Linked DNA regions of Sus scrofa: regions 2 and 3 are each linked to region 1. The links are chromatin contacts, called in public Hi-C maps. All regions are on one chromosome and are shown on one strand. Each heading gives the region's core, a stretch centred on a gene start, on an enhancer-like site or on the middle of the called end of the contact. The rest is flanking DNA. Distances are from core to core; before and after follow the strand shown.

Evidence for each region. A called contact is a pair of places that touch in the nucleus more often than the background predicts.
Region 2: a Hi-C map of alveolar macrophages shows a contact between it and region 1, with 2.4 times the contacts expected there. The contact joins the promoter of E2F2 here to the promoter of ASAP3 in region 1. A contact is called at or near these places in 2 of 5 promoter capture datasets (fetal liver and liver), 32 of 47 Hi-C or Micro-C datasets (adipose tissue, alveolar macrophages, blood and 16 more) and 2 of 2 datasets of contacts at active chromatin or transcription factors (alveolar macrophages and skeletal muscle).
Region 3: a contact with region 1 is called in a Hi-C map of liver, with 2.1 times the contacts expected there. The contact joins the promoter of TCEA3 here to the promoter of ASAP3 in region 1. A contact is called at or near these places in 7 of 47 Hi-C or Micro-C datasets (blood, embryonic fibroblasts, fetal heart ventricle and 2 more) and 1 of 2 datasets of contacts at active chromatin or transcription factors (skeletal muscle).

The regions. Positions count from the first base shown.
Region 1 is chr6:81,357,162-81,361,582 of Sscrofa11.1, reverse strand. It overlaps ASAP3 (arf-GAP with SH3 domain, ANK repeat and PH domain-containing protein 3), which reads left to right and starts at 1,529. Exons shown (of 26, transcript XM_021095526.1): 1 at 1,529-1,783. The coding sequence starts at 1,655.
Region 2 is chr6:81,396,026-81,400,363 of Sscrofa11.1, reverse strand. E2F2 (transcription factor E2F2) reads left to right here and starts at 1,502. Exons shown (of 7, transcript XM_021095527.1): 1 at 1,502-2,269. The coding sequence starts at 2,018. It overlaps LOC110261115 (a long non-coding RNA gene), which reads right to left and starts at 1,541. Exons shown (of 2, transcript XR_002344941.1): 1 at 1,273-1,541; 2 at 1-550.
Region 3 is chr6:81,303,226-81,307,460 of Sscrofa11.1, reverse strand. It overlaps TCEA3 (transcription elongation factor A protein 3), which reads left to right and starts at 2,559. Exons shown (of 11, transcript XM_021095523.1): 1 at 2,559-3,051. The coding sequence starts at 2,983.

The sequences.
Region 1 (4,421 bases), core at 280-2,779:
CCGTGAAGAGAGGAGTGGTTAACAGTACCAGTTGTTCTTAGAAGTCACACAAGACCATTGCCTTTTGCCTTTGAAGATAAGGAGATCCTAGTTGACCCTGAAATAACTGGAGTAGTTGTGGCTGAAGACAGACAGACTAGAGTGGGTTGAAGGCAGACTGAAAGGATGAACCAGAGCGTGTTTCACAACCTATTTGTTCTGTCTCCTCCACCAGACTGTACACATTTTTTTCAACTTTTAATTCTATTACGCAAGTAGTATAAATTCATTACAGAAAAGTTAGAATACACTGATTAGCCAAAAGAAAAAAAAATTACTCATAATGTCCTCAGCTGGTAATATTTTCGTGTATTTTAGTTTTTAGGGTTTTTTTTTTCCCCCCTGCACAAACTATATAATCCTCTTAATCACTTAGCCGGGTGAATACCATTAGGCCATTTCAAGAACATCTGACTCCAAGGCGAATGTTCAATGTTCTGCACCGCAGTGCTTTCCTGATACTTTCCTGGGGACTTCAGGCTCCAGAACTGAACCCAAATGGATTTTTATTCTGAACACCATCTCTCATCCATACAAGTGGTTCCCAAGAGGCAAAGTTTAGTGAGTGGGGAAGAGTGGCAGTCTTTAGCCAGGTAGGGAGGGTGAGTGAGGTTGAGAGGTGATGGGAAGAATGAAGGCGAGGGTGAGAGGGCGGAGTAAGGGGCGGGGGGGGGGGGCAGGGGTTAGGTTCCTTCCTCGAAACATCCCAACCAAGTGGGCATTAGACTTCCCATTTTGCAGTGCAGGAAACTGAAGTTCCAAGAAGAGATGTAATTTTCCCCAGGTGACACAGTTACCCAGGCGCCGAGCCACAAACACCCCAAAGCAAGGGCACATGGCTAGGCGCGGAGCAAAAGGCCGGGTGGGAGGCCCTGGCTAAACTCAGGCGGAGAGCTGGGTGTGGGGAGCAAAATAGGGGTCGGATGATTTGGGGCGGAGAGGGGCACCGAAACACCCCCAAATCCTCTTTGAGAGAGACAAGAGTCGGGGTCGGGGGTGGGTTGTGAATCTGAAGGGGTGGGGTCATGAGGGCTGGGAACTAATGGGTAGGAGAGGAAGACGCAAGACGTATTAAGGAGGGCTGAGGAGATGGGGCACCGGGGCTTTAGAAGCGAGAGTAACTTGGGACGCCTGGGAGCTGGACGAAAAGAGGTGGAGCCAAGGGCAAGCCGAGAGGGAGGCAGGGCTTTAAGGGCGGCCGAAGGACCCCGTGGAGAGGCACGGGGCGGGGCCGCGGAGCCCTTGGAGGGGCCGGGGCGGGGAAGCGAGCCGGGGCGGAGCTTTCACGGGCTGGGCGGCCAGAGGGCGGGGCTGAGGAGCCCGGGGCGGGCGGGGGACCGGCGGTGCCGGCTAAGGTGGGGAGCGAGGCTGGAAGGCCGTGGGCGGGGCCTAGGAGCGGGCGGGGTGGAAAAGGTCTGGGCTCCCGGGCTCCCAGTACGCGAGGGGACGCGGCAGTGCCGGGCGGAGGCAGTGGGGGGGCGGGGCGCGGAGGGGGCGGGGCGTGCGGAGGCCGGGACGGAGCCCGCGGCGGGCTGTGAGGCGGTGCCAGTGCAGCGCAGCGAGCGCCCCCCGGGCCCCACTCCTTCAGCCCCGGAGCCCCCACCCCGCTCCCGCCATGCCCGAGCAGCTCAGCGTTGCGGAGTTCCTGGCCGTCACCGCAGAGGACCTCAGCTCCCCGGCAGGGGCTGCCGTCTTCGCCGCCAAGATACCCCGGTGCCGGGGGGCAGCATTGGCGCGGGAGGAGGTGAGGGGGCCGAGGCGGGAGGGGTCTGGGGTCCCGGCCGGGCCTCGCCTTGACCTTCACAGCCGTGACTGGAGCTGCGACGGCCCTTACCGCGCCCCAGAAACCTACCCTCTCCCTAGATCTTTGTGAACCGAGTGCATCTCAAACATCTGCGTCCTCACGTCGAGTCTGGGGGAGGGACCGAGGGACCGTTTATTTTTTGGGGGGTGGGCTCGAGGTCACCTCGACGACAGACTTCACAGGAAGTCTCTGCCTCGGCTCCGTGCGCAGGACTAACCCGCTAATGCTTCTGATGACCTGCCTGCCGCCCAGTCGCGTGTGGGTTTGCTCAGAGTTTGACTGCATCTGTTTGAGTTTTCATCTTTGGAGCCCCACAAGTTTCCCCCCCCTCCGCCCCAGTCATTCTCTTTCTGGCAAGCAGACCTTCCTTCCTCAGTCCTGAACTTCTCCCTGGCTGCCGGGAGGCCCCCTCCCCCAGACTGCTGGTTCTGAGACTTGGCCGGTGTTTGTGGCATGAATGCGAATGAAAAGGCGCCAGGAGCTGGGGTTCACCTTGGCCAGACTGTTCTCATGTTTAGTCTCCTCTGCCCTCCCCTCTCCTCTTTGTCTTTCCCAGCAATGCGTCCCAGGCCTTTTCTTTGGCTCTTGCAGGCTGCCCCACCCCATTCCCCTGCTCGTTTGGGTTTCATTCCTGTTCTCAGGACCCGCTGCACTTTCTTGGGCCTCCTCTGCGGGAATATTCTAGGGCAGATACCCTCCTGAAGCTTTGGGCCAAGGGGGAATAATGTGTTTTTGCAGCTCCCTGTCAGAAGATGCCCTGACCTTGGGTGGCATTTTGGACCTCAGCAACATTTCTCAGATTTCTTCCTTCATCAGAGGAATATTGAGCACCTACTGTGTGGAAGATCCAAAAATTAATAGTTCTTCATCCCTCTGGGCCAATGTCTTGGGAAATCTCTTCCTGTCTTCCTCTTCTTGGCTGTCTGAACCCCCATCCCAGAGTCTGTCTGTGTCACTTTGTAGGGGTGATGGGGAACTGTGGAAAGATCACAGACTTTGGGGGTGGCCTACCTGTGTTCACCTTGTGGCTCCGCAGTTTGCCAGCTGTGTGAGCTTGGGCACGTGACCTGATCTGTTGGAGCCCCACTTTTGGCATCTGTAAAATGGGATGATAGTGTTTACCTCACAGGACTATGGTATTACATGAGGTCATGTATGTAAGGCGTGCATTTTGATTAATGAAATGATCATCAGGTTAATTGACATACCTCTTTAGACAGGGACTGAATCTCTTTTGTCCTCATTTCACTCACAGAGCCTAGCCTACTATTTTTCATCTAGTGGGGATACATGTTTTAATTAAAATAAGAAGCAGCCAGTGACCTTTGGCTTCCTTCCTTGGGCAGAACCAGTAGCTTGGAGTGCACACCTATGAATGTAGATTGTATTTTACTGGAGGCTCACAGGGAGACTGCCTCAGAGCCTCATCTTGAGGATCAAGCTTCCTGAGGTTTGTCTTCGTAGCCTTACATTTTGTGAACCAGAAGAGTTCAGTGCAGTCAGCACCCTTAGGGCTTTCACAGTTCACACTCCTCTGTGGGTTGTTCATTAAAATGTTAAATCAGAGAGGGATCAGGAGAAAGGGCTGTACTATGAAACCTTCTCCCGGGACAGAAATGCCCATTTATGCCTGTGCATCTGGCCTTGCCTGGCATCGAGTGTGTAAGCACTTGTGTGTGCCTGGGGGAGGGTGCCTTGGAATGGGTCTAGAGGCTACAGCAGCCTCCCTGCAGGGCTCGGCTTTGCCCCAGTTCAGGCCAGACAAAACCTAGTCTCTTTTGCCTCGGGGACTTTAGTTTGGTGCACGCAAGAGTTCATTTTTGCAGTGGAAAGGTTTGTGACACCCAAATACAGCTTTTCTCTTCAGTATTTCAGTGCCCAGAAGTTAGAATCTGACCTTTGGATTGGACTTTCCTGAGGTTTCCTGTTTGGCTTTCCATTTGTGTTTATATTTACAGGTAGTTTGATGCTGTCATTCCCCTGGTCCCAGTTCTATGCTTGACTAACCCACCTCCAGACTTGAAGCTCTGTTTGGCTGAGTCGAGATTTGACTGATTCTTAAAGCAAGTCTTCCAGTCCCAGATGGTTTCCTGAGAGTAACTAGGGACTCTGTCCTGGTACTTGAAGAGTTGTTTTGTTTGTTTGTTTGTTTCTTTTTTTCTTTGTTTGTTTGTTTGCAGTCCTGATAGAAAGGACCCTGGGCAGATCACAGGAAATTAGAATGTCAGTGCTGAGGGGCCCTTTAAGATAGAGATCACCTAGGAACGCTCTCATTTAACAAGGAGAAACTGATGTCCAGAATGTGCTAATGACTTGTCTAAGCTCCCTTAGCTGGGTAGTGCAAGAATTGGCATGTCCTCTGACAAAATGTTCTAACCCCCGGTCCTATTCTTGTTCTTTCTAAAGGCCCGATGTAATTTCTTCGAACTTCAGTTATTTCACCCTTAAAATGGGTCTGATAATCTTTCCTTGCTTACCCCTCTGGTTAAAGGTTTTTGTTTTTAAGTAAAAGCTGTTCAAATGTGAGGAAGTATTAAGACAGATAATCATTCTATCCACCACCTTCTTCCTGTCCTGG
Region 2 (4,338 bases), core at 253-2,752, 39 kb before region 1:
GCCAAAAATAAATAAATAAGTAAATAAATAGGCTGGGCCATGAAAGTCCAGTGAAATGCATAGACTGGAGTAAAGGGGTCTGTGTACTAGAGATAAGGCCAGAGATGTAACCACAGCTGCTGTTTCTTAAGTGCCTAAGGAACTAGGCTGGGTGCTGAGAGCTTTACATGTGGTATCTCATGAGATTCCCCCACAATCTTATGAAGTGAGTGTCACTAGGGATAAGGAAACCCGAGCTCAGAGAGTTTACAGAACTTGCCTGGGGTCACACAGCTAGTGAAGTGACAGTGCCTGGGATTGAACCCAGGGCTGTCTGCCACAAAGTCTGGGTTCTTCATCCCCATGAATTATTACCACCTCATCCTGGAGATCTGAGGATCCGGTAGGTAGTAAGCTGGAGACTGACTCCAGAGTGCTTCGAATGCCAGGCTCAAACTTGTATAAAAATCACACAGCACCAGGCAGGAATCAGCAGATATGGAATTTAGCAGCAACTTCTGGAGCCTCTGCCACTCACTAGCCAAGGTCTCTTCTCTGAGCCTTGGCCTCCCTAAATTTGGAGAGATGAGGAATGTAAATGGATTATCAGCAATGAGGGAAGGAAGACCTGTGACTAAAGGATTGTTTAGGAGAAACCTGGAGATGTGCAATTATTTACTGAGTGATGGGCTCTGGGCATACACTGTGAACAGGTTGGAGCCCTGCAGTCTGAACTCCCAAGCAAGCCTGCAAGGGGCCGGGCACAGCTTGGGAGAGTGAGGGAGGAGACTTTTATTGGAACAAATAAGGGCCCAGGAGCTGGCCTGTCCCATGTTGAACTGCCAGACCTCAAGTCGCTGATCTCTCTGTGTGACCTTGGGCAAGTTACCTAGCCTCTCAGACTGTCCATCTTTGCCACGAAGAACATTGTTCCTCTTCTGAGGGTTGTTGGATTAAATTAAATGAAATAAAACGAAATCATCTAGCCAGGTGCTTAGCATAATCAATATGCCAGGTTATGGGAGCTCAATAGATGTCAGTAGCCCCCTTTGAAGAGGTACAAATGTTAGGTTCCGTCTTTCACCCTCTTGCCAGGAAAGAGTACAGGTTCCTGGCTTTCAGTTTCATTTTGGCTCTCATTTCATTTCATTTCATTTTAGCGGGGGGAAAAGGATATAAACACACATATGTTATCTGAACTATACGCAAACAAAAGGCCTGCGTCCTGGGCAGTGTACTGCTTGCTGGGTCTGGGCTCTGGTCAGGACTCCACGCCAAAGTGTTTTCCCTCACCTCCAGGGAATTCGGACCCAGTCCTCAGCTTGCGGCTGCCTCTACCCTGGGCGGGAACCATCCTCTCAGTCTGTTTCTCCCTCAGCCAGCGCTGGCGGGCGCCGAGCAACAGCAGGTGTAGCGGCCCCTTTAAGCCCCAGGCTCTTGTTGTAATCACCGCCTAGGGGTCGGGTCCTTTCCGGGGGGTGGAGCCTTTGCCTGTGTCAGCGACCAATCAGAGCGCGGCATTTTCCGCGGGAGATCCGAATTTCGCGGCACGCAGTTTCGCGCTAAAAAAAAAAAGAAGAAGAAAAAAAAGAAGCAGAGAAAGGTTCAGGGACTCGAGAGCGAGGCGAGAGGGAGTCGGTGCAATCGGTCTGTCTCCCCGATCCCAGCGCATCGCGTTTCTGCCGAGCCCGCGGGTACCCCAGAGACCCCTTCCCGGAGCCGGCTGGATCCCAGGCGCCTAAGCCTTCGGGGGCTCAGGGCCCTCGCTGGTCGCAGCCGTCCTCGGGGCGGGACAGCCCCTGGCTGTGCCGCCGCCGCCGCCGCCACCAAGCGATCTCCAAGCGGCGATCTCCAAGCGCTGTCCGGCTCGGCGGCGGGCCAGGAGGGGAGGGTCTGGCCTTGCCCCGCCGGCGTCCATTGGCGGCTTCCCCCGGCCTCCGCGCCATGCCGCGGGTCGTGTGAGCCACCCTAGGCTCCGAAGCCCGCAGGTGCCTGCGGGCGCGCCAGGCCCGGCTGGGGAGGGGGCGCTGCACTCGCCATGCTGCGAGGGCCCCGGGTCCTGGCTCCTGCCGCGGGGCCGCCCCCCACTGGACTGCCCGCGATGAGCCCCACCGAGCTGTGGCCGCCCGGCCTTAGCAGCCCCCAGCTCTGCCAGGCCACCACCACCTACTACACCCAGCTGTACCCGCAGACTATGCCTCCCGCCGCAGCGCCGGGCACCTGCCTCGACGCCACCCCCCACGGACCGGAGGGCCAAGCTGTGCGATGCGTGCCGGCTGGCCGGCTGCCGGTAATGCTGGGGACCCCCCTCACCCACCGCTTCCCTCTCTGCTTATCTGGGTGTGGGAAAGGCGGGAGGGACCCAGTCTGAGTGAAGCAGGTTGAATCTGGGGAGGGAGAAGGGGCGCTTTCAGCTTCCAGAACAACACATTTCCTAAATATCTGAATAGAAGAGCCTTTCGTTTTCAGACTTGGGGTGAAATAACCTCATTTCTTGGAGTGGAATGGAATGAGCACTGGATCAAGAGTGTGGAGACCCAACACTATCCTCAGTGCACCCTGGGGAAGACCATGGGATCAATTTGCTGTCATTCATTCTTGTGTTCATTGTTTGGCCCAGAAACCAGTGCTGGGCACCTGCTATTGTCCAGTCACAGAGCTGAGCCTGGGGACAGTAACAAGGGACTTTAAAATAGGGGGAGGTCTCTCAGGTCCAGTCGGGCTGAGATTCCAAATTTTGCACTGAGCCAACTCTTTCCTGACTTTTGCCCTAGGTCCTCCCCCAGGCTCAATCTTCTGTTCCAGACAGCCAGTAGCAGGTGCAAGTTGGGGGCAGCCCTCTGGGGTTCCTGTTCAGATTGACTGTTCCTTCTTCAAGCCCCCAGGCCCGTTGCCAGGGAGGGGCCAATGTGTGGTGGCACCAGACACAGGGTGTGTTGTGTGGGAGTGGAATTCCTGGAGCCCATGAGAATCGAAACAACCATAGGGTGGGGATGGAGTTGGAAGAGCCCTGAGGGTGTGGGGGTGGTAGTTAGCGAGCCTGGTTTCTCGTCCTGATTGCCATTTATTCGCTGTGTGTCCTTGGACAAGTCTTGGCCCCAATCTGAGTCCCAATTTCCTTGTCTTGAAAATGTGTGTCTGCATGGGTAGCTGTGGGACTAACTCACCTCGAGTCTCTTCCAGCTCCAGGTCCTGGGTTTTGGAAGCAGGCTCCAAGGAGGGGAGATGGGGCTCTTGTGGGTTTGCTTTGTGTGAGTGGTGAAGTAATTCAGGTACAGGGATAAGACCACCCCTCTGCCCTAGAGGCATCTGGTCAGACCTGTGTCAGTCAGCAGGCATAGGTCTCCAGCCACCTCTGGCTACGGGCAGAGTCCCCCACTCCCTGCTGCTTGAATCCTGCTTTGCCCATGCTCAAGGCTTAAAACTTTTCAGGGCTCCTTCCTGAACATTATTTCCAACCAGGAGAAAGGAGCAGGAGGACTTTTCCTATTTCACAGGTCAAACAGCCAAGGGTAACAAGGACTCTGCACCTATATTTTATTCAGCATTTTACAGCCTAAAACAGTTTTGAAACCTATAAAGTAGGTGGTATCAGTGTGCAGGGAGGGAAATAGTCTTGCAGAGGGGATGGGACCTGTCCAAGGTCACACAGAGAGATGTATGACCCACAAGGCAAGTGATCATTAGTTTCTTCCCGCAGCCTTGACTTTCCCCAGTACTGCCTGATGTAGGAGCTGGGTGTCCCCACGGAGGGGGCTCAGCGGTGGGCCCAGTCTCTCCTCTGGCCAGCTGCTTTCAGGCAACCCGGCAGAGTTTCAGTAACAGCTGTGGTTTTGAACTGCTTCCCTCCCAGAGGAGTCGAGTGCATCTGTCCGTCCCTCCCTCCCTGAGAGGCTCAGTGATCACAGCAAGAATGACTCTCTTTTATTGAATGCCTCTGATGTGCCAGGCACTGCTTGGCACTCTTCGCTTTCGTTATCTTGGCCAAGATGCCTGGCAAGAGGCATCTTACAGATGAGGAAACTGAGCATAGACGTGAAGTCACTTGTCCAAGCTCCAACCAAGACATGGTAGCATCTCTTTGCATCAGACCACCCTCAAGGCATTTGGGGCCTAGAACCCCCCTCTCCTGTTGGTCCCCAGCTGCCCTGTGCCCCTGAGTCCCCTGGGCAGGCCTTGGCCCCCTGCTTACTCATTTTAACAGGGTGTGACCTGGAATAGCTCCAGACCCAACCCTGGGTGTGGCCCCTTGCTTTGTGGCCAGGCTGCAAAGTGCAGGGTGAGCAGGATTTGTTGGGGAGCTGCTGTTTAAAGGGACCTTAGGCACTGCCCAGGGATGGCAGCCAAGTTCAATGGCAG
Region 3 (4,235 bases), core at 1,310-3,809, 55 kb after region 1:
ATTCGACCCCTAGCCTGGGAACCCCCATATGCCCTAGAAAAGACAAAAAAAAAAGGCAATCCTAAGTAAGTATAGACAGCTGTCCCCTCAACCCAGAGGGGCTTGCTTGGAGATTGGCCAAGAGGGTTTAGTCTAACCTCCTACAAGTGGCCTACAGTGCTCTGCATGGTCAGGCCCCACCCATCTCCAACTTTCTGCCCCTCCCCTCTGTGCACTCCTCTCACCTCTCTGCTGTAGCCACACCAATTTTTCAGTTCCTTCAACCCTGACATGCCAAGCACCCTCCCTTCCCTAAGCTTTGCACATTCAGAACTCCAGGACTCTGTTCCTCCCAGGATGCCCAGAGCTAAAAGTGCCTGGACATAGTAGGTGTTCAATAAATCCATGAAGGAGAGTTCCCTGGTGGCTCAGTGAGTTAAGGACCTGGCATTGACACTGCAGTGGTACAGGTCTGATCCCTGGCCTGGGAACTTCCATATGCCATGGGTGTGGCCAAAAATAAATAAATAAATAAAATTAAATAAATATATGAATGAATGAATGTTTCTTCTTATGTTAATACTCTCCTCCTCCTCCCCACAACTCCCACTCAGCACTTCTGCCCAAAATTTAAACTTCATTTCCTCAGAGAACATGACACCCTAACTGGTGCAGGTCTCCTCAAATACGTCTGTAAGTTACCCTCCATTTCTTCCTGACCCTCACCCCAGTTGGGATAGCACAGGATTGATGATGTTTAAGGTTGTTCTTACCCTTAGACTGAGTCCCCCTTGCTGAGATTGGATCTGTCTTGTTTGTTGCTCAGACATTCAGTATGTATTTGTTGAATGAATGAAAAACCTCCCCCTAACTACCTTGGTCCCAGGTCACACAGCAGCAGTTAGAAGTGTTTACCAAAATTTTAGAAATGGAGACCTGATTAAAAAAAACAAAACTGGAGTTCCCGTGGTGGCGCAGTGGTTAACGAATCCAACTAGGAACCATGAGGCTGCGGGTTCGATCCCTGCCCTTGCTCAGTGGGTTAAAGATCCGGCATTGCCGTGAGCTGTGGTGTAGGTCACAGATGCGGCTCGGATCCCGAGTTGCTGTGGCTCTGGCATAGGCTGGTGGCTACGGCTCCGATTGGACCCCTGGCCTGGGAACCTCCATATGCCGCGGGAGCGGCCCAAGAAATGGCAAAAAGACAAAATAAATAAATAAATAAATAAATAATAATAAAAAGTAAAAAATACAAAACTGTTTATTTGGGTTTTGTTAGTACTGCAGCCTGGGAGGCAGACTCAAGAAGAGCTTGAGTTGTGTTCTGCAGGACTACAAAATGGGGGAGACTTAACAGCTGCAAAAACCTCAAGGTTGCAGGTAGTTACACAAGTTGTTTATCAAGAATTACAATTGCAGCTGGCCAGAAGTAAGAGTGCTTGTTAAGTAAAGATTGGTTGGGGTCTGAAATGGTTGCACAGTTCCAATGGGAGACCTTGAGACCATCAGGTTTTGTAGTTGGCAGGTGTCGTTCTGAGTACTCTGGTGGTGTCCTTGGATCTGGTACAGTTCAAAGAAAGTTTTCAGTGATGCGGGGATGTGTCTGAGACCAGATGCTCTCGGCCACTCGACTCCATTTTGGATGCCTGAACTGTGATCACTCCATTTTAATTTCACATTGTCATCAGAAGCCAGAGGCATCTACTCTGTGACAGGGGATGGGGCGCCCTAAGTTTCTCTCAGGAAAGTCTGGAGATTTCACTGAACACCCCAAGCCACAACTCCCCATCCCAAACACTATGGACCACTCTTTATGAACCTCCCCTTCAGGTCCATAAGCACCTCTCACATACACACACACACACACAGATCATTTTCTGTCAAACTCACTTGTTTAGGAAGGGATCTGTGTCTGCTGAGGACACTTGGAAGGTCCTTCCCCAGGAGCACAGATGTGTGTACAGCTTTGAGGGCATAATCCTGTTTCCTCCCTTCCAGAACCAATCCCATTGGAGAGGCAGTGTCCTGACCCTGAATAAATAAAGGGCACCCATGCTCCTGGATCAGTATTTTTCTAAGTTTGGTACACTTAAGAATCTCCCAAGCCCGGAGTTTCCGTTGTGGCGCAGTGGTTAACGAATCTGACTAGGAACTATGAGGTTGCGGGTTCGATCCCTGGCCTTGCTCAGTGGGTTGAGGACGCGGCGTTGCTGTGGCTCTGGTGCAGGCCGGAAGCTTCAGCTCCGATTAGACCCCTAGCCTGGGAACCTCCGTATGCCGCAAGAGCGGCCCTAGAAACGGCAAAAAAAAAAAAAAAAAGAATCTCCCAAGCCTCACCGTGCACTGGTGGGACCTGCAACACCAGCAGAGCTTGTTAGCTGTTCACCAAACTGACGGCAACAGGGCTGGATACATGCAGTGCGCGCCAAAGAGTGAGCCCAGGATCAGACACAACTGGCTTTAGCGATGATGCAAAAATAATGTGATTCGTGTGTACCGAATTGCCTCCACGTGGGCACAGGCACGAACTAGGTCCGCCTGCTTTGAGCTGCAACGGTGCAGAGACTCTGGGGCCCAGAACTCTTCTCAAGGCTCCCGGAGCACCCTCTGGCGCCCTCCTGGCCGCCACAGCCTCTTGTGTCCTGGAACGACGGCCGCCCCACTCGCCAGAGAGTCCTCCTTCCCAAACCTCCCGGGACGGGCTTGAGGTGAAGGGCCGGCTCTCGCAGCCTCGTCCCCCTCTCGGGAGGGCCGACTGGCCGGGGCGATTGCCCGGGCGAGTCCTTGAAGTCTATATTTAGTGCACGCCACCCCTCCCCCACGGTCCGGAGGCCGGCGGCCGAGGGGGGTAGGGGAGAGCCCCGCCCCCGCCCCCGCCGGGCGTGCGTGTCGGGTGTGTTAGCGGCCCGCGCGGGTTGCGCGCCCTCAGCCGTTGCGCCTCAGGCCCCCGAAGCCAGGCTGCCGCCCTTGCGCCCCTCGCCCCGCCGGGCGTCGCGGGCCACCATGGGCCAGGAAGAGGAGCTTCTAAGGATCGCCAGGAAGCTGGAGAAGATGGTGGCCAGGAAGAACACGGTGAGGCGGCAAAGTTCGGGCCACAGCCCCCGCCCCCGGGAGGCGCGGCGCGTGCTCACCCGGGACTCCCGGGGGCGCGTGCTGGCTGGGCGCCCGGGAGGCGCGTGCGGGACTCGGGGACCCGAGGGAGGTGCGGCTGAGGCAGGGCTCAGCGCCCCGTGGGGATTGCTGGCACCTCGGGGTGGGCGTGTGCGTGGGCCGGGGCAGGATCGTGCGGGCCCCGAAGACCGGGCTTGAGCACGTCCGCCGGGACGTGCAGGGTTGGGGCCCCTGGGCAGCTTGTGCAGCGCCCGGTAAAGAGCGAAGAGACGGGGACCTGGAAAAAGACCCAGGGACTCGGCGTGTGCAAAGCCTGGGGAGCGGTGGTGACTTCGGGACGGGAGACCAGGGGGAACAAAATCCTGGGTGACCTGAGAAGGGGCAAAGAAATTTGAGCTGATGAGAGGTGCTGAGCCGCGTCTGTCCCACACCCTGGGAGTGGATCTGGCAAAGAAAAGTGAAGGGGCCTCGTAAACCCCAACCCCACGGTTTGAGGCTCCAGGAGCTGTTCTGTTTGCAACTCTCCCTTTCCTTGGCCGCAGGGTGGGGCCCGGGGAGGCGGGGGCTGAACAGGTGTCGGGCAGCCGCTGCGCCCACGGGACCCGCGGGCGGGGGAAGAGGGACCCGCTAGAGGCCTGTACTGGCGGGAGGGGGAAGCTGGAGGGAGGTTGGGGGGAAATCAGGGCTGGCGGCCCTACCCGCGGATCCCAAAGCGCCCCGTGCCAGGAGCCCAGAGCACGGGCGACTTGAAGTTAATGTTTGATCCTCCGGGTGATCTTTGCCTCAAGCTGGCTGCCGCCGGGTTGCTGAGCCGAGCAAACTTGGCCTTGGGATAGGGAGGGTGGTGGCTCACCAAGAGAGGGAAGATAGGGGAGGATAGCCCAGCAGGTAAGTCCCCCCACTTTGCCCTGTCTCAGGGTCCTCCTCTTCCCACCATCTAAGCCTTTCCAGCACATTCTGTACTCCTCAGAGCTTGGGAAAGGGATGGACCCTAAGGGTGGTTTTGGAGCAGGGAAGTGGTAGGGGTCGCTGGATCCATGGAGTGTCAGGCAGCCCTAGAGTAGACATGGGCAGTAACTAGTTGGTCCATGTAAAGACCAGAGCCTCAGTTTCTTCATCTGTAAGAAGATGAGATTACCTACCTC